Regions from separate parts of the Mus musculus genome. Here region 2 is linked to region 1. Evidence: chromatin contacts called from public ChIA-PET data. All regions are on one chromosome and are shown on one strand. The core of a region is the stretch at or near the end of the contact, and the rest is flanking DNA. Distances in the headings are between cores, read along the strand shown. Region 1 overlaps Tanc1 (tetratricopeptide repeat, ankyrin repeat and coiled-coil containing 1). Region 2 overlaps Baz2b (bromodomain adjacent to zinc finger domain, 2B).

The links. ChIA-PET counts read pairs in DNA pulled down with a chosen protein or histone mark.
Region 2: a contact with region 1 is called in an RNA polymerase II ChIA-PET map of memory CD8 T cells, with 27 read pairs. The contact joins two enhancer-like sites. A contact is called at or near these places in 2 of 115 datasets of contacts at active chromatin or transcription factors (embryonic stem cells and memory CD8 T cells) and 1 of 9 other capture datasets (pancreatic islet).

Annotation. Positions count from the first base shown.
Region 1 is chr2:59,625,652-59,631,026 of GRCm38.p6, forward strand. The region is part of intron 1 of Tanc1 (tetratricopeptide repeat, ankyrin repeat and coiled-coil containing 1); the gene reads left to right. Among named protein-coding and RNA genes, the nearest start is that of Tanc1, 16 kb to the left of the region's middle. Within about 2 kb of position 3,105, at least 108 of the 459 cell types and tissues checked have an H3K27ac peak or open chromatin away from gene starts, as enhancers often do. A contact at or near this core is called in memory CD8 T cells, where this site is marked.
Region 2 is chr2:60,017,308-60,022,682 of GRCm38.p6, forward strand. All of the region lies in intron 2 of Baz2b (bromodomain adjacent to zinc finger domain, 2B), which reads right to left. Among named protein-coding and RNA genes, the nearest start is that of Gm13572, 17 kb to the right of the region's middle. Within about 2 kb of position 2,029, at least 140 of the 459 cell types and tissues checked have an H3K27ac peak or open chromatin away from gene starts, as enhancers often do. A contact at or near this core is called in memory CD8 T cells, where this site is marked.

The DNA.
Region 1 (5,375 bases), core at 1,855-4,354:
CGGCCTGGGGATCTGGGTGTAACAGCATACTGTACCTTTTTGGCATGTGTCTCCTAAGCGTTTTTTGGTGTTGAACACTTTTGGTTTTATTCAGAACAACAAGGTGGTTTTAATAAACTATTGTATAGGGGCTCATCTTTGTTTGCCTACTAATTTAGAAGTACACATCAATTTTAGTTCTACTAGATAACAGTTTTTAATAAAGCCTTTCCTGACAAATGCTCAGACCAATCTAAGAACAAAAATGTAAGGAAACCTTCATGGTAGCAAATTTATGTGCACATCCTCTGGTAACCGCAGATGAATAAATCAAAGTTCCCGTCGTTGCTGACTTTGCTAATTTAATTAAGCCGTCGAAATTTTTCCCCTTCTTTAGCCTTTTGAGTGCTTTTATGTCTGGGAAAACGTAAAGGAATTTTTGTGTGTTAGTGAAGAATAACAACCACATATAAAGTGGCTTTCTATGATGAATGGCAACCTTCCTAAGCCTTGCCAGCACATTCTTATATTTAATCCCTTAGCGGGCAGGGATTTATACGCTGTTTTATACATTAAAAATTTTCCTTGGTGAAGTAAAGAGCCTTCCTTCATCAGGCTGGGTATTTTATAACTAAAAAATAAAAAATAGAGAGGAAATGGAATATAGCACAGCACTGCAAATGTACATATATACTCCATTTCCTCTCTATTTTTTTTTTTTTTTAGAGATGGAGTCTTGTTATGTTGCCCAGATTAGCATCCTAAGCTCAATGTGTGTGCCTCTGTGCCCAGCTCCTCTTTTTATTTTTATTTTTTTGCTAGTAAAGAGCATCAAACCCCAGAACGTCCTCTTGGACCTTGGTGGTGGTTTGCTCTGTGGTTCAGAACAGTGAATTGTATTTTATTTACATGAAGCATTTCTGCATTCCACACTCCAGTTGTGTGGATATGCTTATTTACAGGGAGTTGGCCAGCCAGGAGGGAGGCTTCCCCAGAGAATTGCCAAAGTGGGGGTGGGCTGAGGAATCCTCCTTAGAGACAAGGTGTCTTGTTAAAAAGACATCTGGTGGGGTCAGCTCTTCTGTGGCTCATCTCCACGTCTTATGTCCCTGGCTTCTGATCTAGCTTCTGGGAGAATACTCAGTAGGACCAAGGGGACTTACATAGATAGCTTCGTACCCAGGAGTTATCATTCTCTGAGGATGAACTCAGAACCCCAGTGACACCTGAATTCTGCTACACTTTCCTCCTATTAAAAGTTCTCCTATGATATTTTCCTTTCTGAATCTTTTGTTTTAAGCCCTCTTCCACCGACCGGCTTCATAGTCTGGAAGTCAGGCCAGGAGGAAGAGAGAGGTCATGTCTAGGAGGATGGAGACTGGGTACTGAGCCAGTGGAATTTATATATAGATAGTTCATCTTCCTCAGCCTCCATTGCTTCCTCCAGCCTCAGCCAGTCTCACAAGTAGAATGTTTATGCATTTTCAAAGGTACATATCCGCAAAGGTGCTGCCTTGTCATGCCGGTCGGTCGTTGATGTGGTTTGCCTAGTTAGGGTTACTACTGCTATAATGAAAGACCATGACCAAAAGCAAGTTGGCGAGGAAAGGGTTTGTTAGGCTTCTGCGGCCACATTGCAGTACATTACTGAAGGAAGTCAGGAGAGGGACATGGAGGCAGGAGATCATGTACTGGCCATGGAGGAGCGCTGCTTACTGACTTACATTGACCGTTTTCTTTCTTACAGTACTCAGGGCCACCAACCAGCCCAGGGGTATCCCCACACACATTGGGTTGGGCCCACTCCACCAATCACTAATTAAGAAAATGCCCAATAGGCTTGTCTGCTTACAGCCAGAGTCATTTTCTTCTAGAGGTGTTTTCTCAATTGAGACTCTCTCCTCTCCAATGAAAATAGCTTGTGTCAAGTTGACATACAGTTAGCCAGCACATGTTTCATATATGTCATAGCTGGATAGGACTGTGGGCTGCCTCCCTGCCTTGGAAGCTTGAATAGAACAGTACCTTTTGTACCGTGAAAAGAGGGAGGAGGCTTTCCTGTCAGTTCCAGCTTAGCAGCAGCCTCAAGGCCTGAACTGTGTGTTGTCTGCAACAATAGGGACTTATGTTCCACCCCTGGGGACAGCCAGTACAATAGCAGTAGCACCAATAGCAGTAGCCTATACTGTTTTGGGAGTCTCTTGGACAATGCTGACCAACAACTCAAAAGAGGACTTCTCATGCCTGGGGTGGAGGTTTTTGTTAGATGGTCTTTGGCTCTTGTAGCCAACAAGTAGTTTTTGAGGGCTACCATGCCCTTTTGAGGTACAGGCCTATGTCTCTGTCTGAGACAGTAGAGCATACACAGCTCCTCGGGGGACGTTCGTGACCAGGAGCTAGTGCATCTGGAGGAAGGAGGAAGAGGAGGCGGAGGAAGAGGAGGTGTTGGTTCTGGGCTGGCATCAGGGAGCAGAGGGAGGAGATGCAGCCTGGGTAGGGTTCTGCCAGGTGGGAGGGTGTGCGTTCTGGATGAAGGGAGCACAATGAACAGAGGCTGGGAGGCATGCAAACAAGTCATGCTTGGGTTGTTCAAGAGCAGACGGTGCCTGGCATTTGGTAGAGTAGGATGGAAGGAGAGAGCCAGATTGCAGAGGCATTGCATGCCAGACCAAGAAGTGTGGACTTGCTCCCGAGAGCAAGTGATAGCTGTCAAAGGCCTTTCCGCTGGGAGATGATGTAATCAGATCTGTGTTTTGGACCAAAGCCTTGGCAGCGGTGGTATGGAGGACAGGAGACTGGCGTGGGGACAGATGGGTGGCAGGGCGCTCGCTCTGTTGGGCTTTTGAAGTAGACCAGCTGAGAGATGACAGGTAGGGCAGGAAGAGAACTGAGGCTGCTGAGTACCCTTGAGTGTACACTAAAGACACAGCTCATGGCGTTTTCATGAAGGGAAACAGACCCAAGGTCACTGGGGTCTTCTTAGAACAGGCTGTCCAAGAACACTCTTAACAAACTGAGTTTTCAAGATGCAACTTGCCTTTCTCAGAAGTTCATGAACTGGGCAGCATGGAGTCCACAGAGCAGACAGGAACTCAGAGAACGGCAGGGCGGGGCAGAAGAGTCAGCAGGGATGGTGACAAGTAGGCAGACGGCAGTGCTGTGCAGAGGACAGGTTAGGGCCAGGCTGAACCCTTCATTCGTATGACCGTGTTTGTTGCGGGTGATATGGCTGTGAGTCTTATGTTACTGGAAAACTGTCCATTCGGGAATTTGAAGAAATACCTTCTCTCTTGTGATTCTTAGAAAGCTTAGACTTCAAGAGGACACGGTTTATTCTTCTTTCTTGCTTACTTTTCCTTAAACACCCTGTTAAGAAATCCTGCCCTGTGACAGGGTCTCACTGAAGTTGGAGCCTGTGGATTTGGCTAGGCTGGAGGCCAGTAAGCTTCTGTGAGCCATCTCTGTCTCCCCCAGGCCTTAACTGACTGACTGAGCCATCTCCCAGCCTTGATTTCAGGAACTTTTGATAGCTTATTAAACCATATGGTGTTGATCTTTGGTTTAAAAAAAAAATCACCTAGGAAAATGATTTATTTTTAGTATCTCGTGTGCATTTATATGGAATTTTGCCAAGGTTGCTCTTTTTAAAAGTCATTTGGATTAGCATTCAAAAGTGGCAAGCCCTGGAAATTAGTCTTTGCCTTGGCTTTTCAATGGACTTCCAGAAAGAGATTTCTAGGAAATTAGCTTCCTGGTTTTCTTGCTTACACAAAAGAGGTTGAGGGCCGGATGTTGGTGGCACAGGCCTTGAATTCTAGCCCTTGGGAGACAGAGAAGTAAGTGGATCTGTGTGTTTGAGGCCATCCTGGTCTACATAGTACATTTTAGGCCTGCTAGGGCTACACTGTGAGTCCACGTCTTAGAAAAAAAAGTCAGAGGAGTTTCGGAATCTTGGTGAGTAGAGAGAATGAATGAGGAATGTTAGATATTCTGGGGTTGTTAAATTGCCCAGGAATGGCCTAGGTTGTTCCTGATTAAACTCAGAGTCTGGGTGTGAAGCTCAATGGGAGACTGGAGAGTGCTTGTCTCCCATGATAAAAAGGCCCTGGATTTGGTTCCCTATCACAAGTCACCGGTTTCAGTCTCCTCCACATCCCCCAAAGTAACAGAAAGTACCTGTTTGAAATCTGAGTGTTAAAGTCAAGCCACCACTTAGTATATGTTGGCGTGTGTCTAGTGCCATCCAGTCCCTGCCCTCTTTGTCATGTGCAGCTCTGCCAAGTTGAGGTTTTGAAGCCAGGCGACTGTGGTAAGGCTCCAACCCAGTGCCCTGGTCCCAGTGACCTGAGTGGGTTGCACAGCTGCCTGGAGCATGCTCTCTGGGGACCTGGGGTGTGGCTACTTCTGAAGGTTGTTTCCGGAATGGAGTGTGGTGAAGTCCTAGACTTCAGGTTAATGGTGGGAGGTGGCTGAGCTTGAATATCTGCCCTGGGACACTGGGGGCCTGTTACTATGCCTGCAGTGGGTATCGTGCTGACTGTGTGCTGCTTTTCCTTGTCTGCCTCCTGGGACTCTCCAGAGTTGGGAGGAAATCTCTGAGTTGGGTGTGGCTCTGGCTGCATGGAATAGAAGGTGGGTTTGGATTTTTTTGGTTTTTGTCTTTTGTCAGAGTCTGGCTGCTCACAGTAGTTTTTGCTTCTTTGGTTCTCGTAGCCAGCAAGCTTTGCGTTAATTCTCGCAGATCAGATTAGTTTCTTGTTCATGATTCTTGTGTTGGGGAGAGAGATGAGCCTTCTCTGCCCACTTTGGGTAAATGCCATTACTACTTTGTGTCTCCTTGACTGGACTTCTCAGCTCCTAGCTCCTTGACCCTCACCTCCACCCCTGTGATACTCATTTTGTGTTCTTAGCCCTATCTGTTTCTGTCACGGGCTCCCCAGTGATTATTTGCAGGGATTGCTCTGTCTCTGCAGAAGGGATCAACTTGTAACTCCCTATGGGTTTTGGTTCAAAGGTCCGTGGTGGTGAGGAGTGAGGGCCTAGAGATGCTGTGCAGTTAGGCTGTGGGGAGACAGATTTGGGACATGGGGAAAGCTAACAGGTAGGATTAAGCTGGGCTACCGTGGCTGCTTAAGATGGTGTGCCCTTTGGATTTTCCGTAGCCCTCCCCAAAGCCCTTACTTGGGGATTCTAAAGCATGGTTGTGGGGTGGGGGCTGGTTACAAAATTTGTTCCTAAGATGCTGTCTGTTTCGCTGCCATTTCTAGATGGTTTTGGACTGACAGTTGGGCGTGAGGAGCACAGTGTCCTTAGGTTGCCCAGAGTTGTGCGCTCATCCTTACCTTCAGAACCTTAGAGTCAGAGCTCCAAAATACCCAAGAGAACAGTAAAACTTA
Region 2 (5,375 bases), core at 779-3,278, 390 kb after region 1:
GATAACTTTCTATATCTTAAGGGAGAAATGTAATGTTTTTATTTGATTGTTTTTTAATGTAGCACAGGAAAATGTGATGATGACCAGATAAAATGTGTTCTTAAAGGGACTTTAACAGGACAGCTCAACCACACATCCAACAGTGCCTCCTGGTTGGCCAGTGGGTAGCACTTGGTGGGGACAGTCGCTCAGAATAGTGCAAAAGTACATAAATGATCATCAGCTCTAGAGCTTTCTTCTCAATCCCCGTTAACAAAGAGAATCACAAAATGACAAGGACATTTAACAATTTCCCACTAAAGGACCAGATGTATTTTGAAAAGCAGCTCATTCATGTTGTTGGCCGGCACTATCATTGTTTAATAATCAACAGCAGAGTGCCGAGACAATTTCCTCCCGGCTTACGTTTAAACTTTCCTCTAGTAATGAATGGACGTCTTGGCCTACCACAGCATCTGTTTGTTTGTTTGTGTGTTTGTTTGTTTTTCTGGGCAGGGTTCCTCTGCATAACCCTGGCTATCCTGTAATCCCAGTGCCTCCTCTGGGATTAAAGGCTCAGACCACCACCTCAAGGCCCTACCATACATTCGTAATTCTTGATTCTCACATAAGTTATCCAGAACAAATTAAAAATGGCATAGGTAAGAAACACAAACACATATGCGTACACATGGAACTTGTGTGTGCGCGCTCACACATACAGAGAGAGAGAGAGAGAGAGACTCAGTGAATTATTCAATAGTATTAAGAAACTTGAAGAGACATCAGTAAAAAATGAGAATACACATTTATCAGCAAAGACTTGAGGGCATATGGGTGAATAGCAGGTTCCAACTTTCTCAGTAATCGTCTTGGATGGAGAGGTTGGAGGACACAGAGCTGATATCTTAAGGTATAGACAGAATGGCTGCAGAATTTACATTTTTCGCTAAACACATAAACCTGATGATACAAGAACCCGAGAAAACTTGAGGCTGAATAAATTCATAGAAAAGCTGAACTCTAGACAGAAATAAGGAATTTTCAATGAAATGTACACCTTTCATCAAATGGATTCAAGCTTCACCATTCAGGAAAAGCTACTACTTTGGGGAGAGAACCAGAAAAATAATCTGTTTTGTTTTGTTTTGCTTTTTCCTAGACAGTAAGGTAAGAGCTTCAATTAAACTACTGGTTTTTCCTTGTTTTGCTTTTTAGGGCAGAGTATGATTCTTAACTTTTCCCGAAGTTTCATAAATACTAGGGATTAATATGGAGCAAAAACCCTTTTTCTTAGTTCTTTTTGTGAATATTACACATTTACTTATTGCTAAGCTCCATAGCTGAAAAGAGTGAATCAAAACAGATAAAACTTTAAAATGAGACCTGTAAGGTAGTCAAATCTCTCCCTTGTCACACTTTCTAGTTTAAGCCTTAGGGTAAGCAGACTATTTCGCAGGAAAGTTTATACCACAGTAGTCGAAAAATAGCGGCAGAATCCGTTCACACACTAAAGTTTACTAATGTGGATGCGTCTGATCTAAGCACAACCAAACCTTACCAAAATGAATCAAATTCTCTCCATCTACTGCAGCCATCTGGTGCTGTCAGTATCACGTCACTCTCTCCAGTTTTGTTCTTGCCTGACTGGTCATCTCACACCCCTCTTCTCCTCATCTTTGGTACAGACTCGTTGTGATGGTACAACCTTACTCCTCCCCATAGTCACGAAAGAACCACAAGCTTCTTGGGCTGGGGCTCTTGTGATTTTCCTTTCCACACTGCAGGGCACTGAGCCCAGGGCCAAGTGCACGCTGAACTCACTAAGTTATGCCCTCAGCTTCTCAAAACTGCGTATTCTCCAAGCAGACTACGACCACAGCTGGAGTCACCTACCAGCTCATTCACTCCATTCCCAAAACCTTACCTTAAGCCCTATTGCATTGGCCTGTGTTCCCTCCCCTGCCTTACACCCACACGTCAGATTCTTCACTGTCCCTCAAAACTCAGCGTTTATCTGACTACCCAAGAGGAAGGTCTCTGTGCCCACATCCTCGGTACAGTGACAACAGAAAACAGGAAGAAGTCAGTTCCCCAACCGTCACTGCACTGGGCATGTTTTATCTGACTACAATCATGAACTTGGATAAATATGTCTAACAATCTGGACCCTTATATGAGTAGAGCTGGGTTTGTAATGCTATAGAACATCCTGACTAAACCTAACTCAGGGAGTCAAGGGTTTATTTTGCCTTACAAATCTAGATCACAGTCTATCATTGAGGGGAGTCAGAACAGGAACTCAAGGCAGGAACTGAAGCAGAGGCCTTGGAGGACTGCTTTCTTCTAGCATTCACCCCCTGAACTGCTCAGCCTGCTTCTTAGACCACACAAGACCACCTGACCAGGGGTAGCACAGCCCCAAGTGGAATGGGTCCACACACATCAACCATTAATCAAATAAAACAAAACAAAAAACAAAGGGGCAGAACTCGCACAATCTTACCCACAAGGCACTCTAGTAGGCGCATTTTCTCAACTGAAGGCCAATCTATCGGAGGCAACTGTCCTCCAACTGAGGCTCCCTCCTTGCAGATGTCTCTAGTTTATGTCAAGGTGACACAAAAAGTAGCCAGTACATGTCTTATATTCTTGGGAACATCTTAGGTGTGTGTACTCTTATTTATGCATCTTAAACTAATATTGTACTTGAGTAGAAAAGAGGAAGTGAGCTATTTTCTGTTTCTTGACTACAAGCACACTGCTTCAAGCTCCTCCCCCTAGGTTCCCCACACACCATGGATCCTTCTCCTTTCTCTCTCTTCTTCTAAGATTTATGTATTGTATTTATATGAGTACACTGTAGCTGTTTTCAGACACACCAGAAGAGGGCATCAGATCCCATTACAGATGATTGGGGGCCACCATGTGGTTGCTGGGAATTGAACTCAGGACCTCTGGAAGAGCAGTCTGTGCTCTTAACTGCTGAGCCATTTCTCCAGCCCCTCTTTTCTCTCTTAAGTGACTCTAGTCAAGGTAATTTATTATAGCAAAAAAAAAAAAGTAGCCAAGATCTACTGTAACATCTGCTGCTGCTGTTATTATTAAGATGTAAAATCCTGACAGGGGAATTGGTATTCTCTCAAGTCTATGCTAGAATGGCCACACGTTGTACAAGGAAAATGAGTAAATAAAAGTAACTATAGCATTTTTAATAACACCACACCAACACTTTCAGTTCAAACTCACAAAACAAACTTTTATTTTTATAACTACAGTCCTTATTTTTAATTTGCCAAAAATCTCAGTTCAGACACACACACACACACACACACACACACACACACACACACACAGTTCTTGATACTTTTTAGAAGTCAATCCATTACCACCTGTTAATCTTACAATCAGCAACCAACAGCTTCAGAATAAGTACAGCTACATTAACACAGTAAACACAGTGCTTTTGACCCTCAGAATATATATGAATGTGAGTACACTGTTGGTCCCTTCAGACACACCAGAAGAGGGCATTGCATCCCATTACAGATGGTTATAAAACACCATGTGGTTGCTGGGAATTGAACTCAGGACCTCTGGAAGAGCAGTCAGCGCTCTTAACCACTGAGCCATCTCTCCAGCCCAGAATATATTCTTTTAGGATGTTAAAAAAAAAAAAAATCACACTATAACATCCAGAAATTATTTGAAATAATTCTCTCTGTGGCTATGCCTTCAACTCTACTTAAAAGCACATCCCTTTGTTACAATTAACTGCAATATTTAAGGATGGAACTCAACAGGACAGCAAATATTTTTAATAACACAAATCAGTGTGCCCAAAATAACACATAATGGTGGAGGTGTGGCTTGGCTGGTAGAATACTTACCTTGTATACACTGAGTTCTGGATTGGATCTGGTCAAGATATAAACCAGGTGTGGCGGCTGATAACCTCAGCACTTTCGAGACAGAGGCAGGAGGATCACCGTTCCAGTCACTTTCAATATACAGCTCAAGGTCAGGCTAGGCAACACCACACTCCGCCCTCTCAGGAAACAAAAGACCATCAATGCGTACAGCTAGGCGTGGTGGCTCCTACACATGAGCTCAACACTTGGGAGGCTAAGGCTGAAAACTGCCATAAATTTGAGGCCTGCCTGGGCTTCAGAGACCACACCTCAAGCAACAAAACACATAAAAACAGAACAAAAAATAATATATAAATATGCTTTATCCAGTAGGGCTTTTATTAATCGCATGCATAAATTGAACTGGAGATTAAAACAGTAATTTTAAGCTACATCACTAATACTTCAAGTGTTTAATAACTGTAACAACATCCTTGTTGAAAATACTATTGAACAGCACCCTGACCTCAATGGCTGACATCGTGCATGAGAAAATCTGTTCCGCATTAGGAGGCTTAAGGTTGTCAGAGGGTGGACTGGCAGCTTTGGGGAAGGGACTGCCTTAGTCAAGTTTTCCTGAGAACCGATGCCGAAATCACGTGAAGCAGCAGTTCCTCCATGACAGAGCTGCAGCCTGACCATGCTGCAAGCCTGACCATGCTGCATGCCTTCTGCAATGTGTGTATTTGACTACCATCAAGGAACTCCATTAAGTGAAATTTAGCTGACATAAAATGTCCATTTAAACTAGCTACTCAAAAGTTAATACCAAGTGATCCCAATTACGTATTTCATCATTTCTCACACATTTTCATCAAAACAGCCCTAGTTTAAAAAAAAAAAATCACAAAAGTTCTGTGCTTTTGCAACACTGTTTAAATCCAGGTATCACTGGCATAGGGTCCACAAATAAACACATGCTGCTCTCTATTTCCCAAATTCACAGTCCCACTGTGATTGGAGAATAAACAGCAGGCAGAGAGTGGCACAGAGAACAGCAGCAGCAACTGCGAGCTGAAGACCTGCCCGCTCACTGTGCTGAGGACGCCAATGGCTGCACTGCCCCAAGTCTCTCAACAGGAGGAGACTTTACGTCAGAATTCCAGAAGAACATCTTTTTAAAATAATTTCTTTCTTTCTTTTTTTCTTTCTTTCTTTTTTTTTTTTTTTTTTTTTTTTGGAGATTATAGTATAACTACTTTTCCTTCCTCTTCTATTCCTTTCCATACCTCCCATGTATTACCGCCTTTGGTCTCCTTGAAATTCATGACTTTTTAATTGTTGTTACATATACATGTGTGTGTATTCCTAAAATAGAAATACAATCTGCTCGTCCATATCTGTATGTATGAAAATCTTTCCCACTGGTCAAAGCAAAAATGTAGAAAACACTGGCTACTAATTCAAACAATGGCTACCAAGCCTAGACTTCAAGGCTTAGAAACATATTTATTGAATAGTCATAGGTATAATACTGGGTTAAAA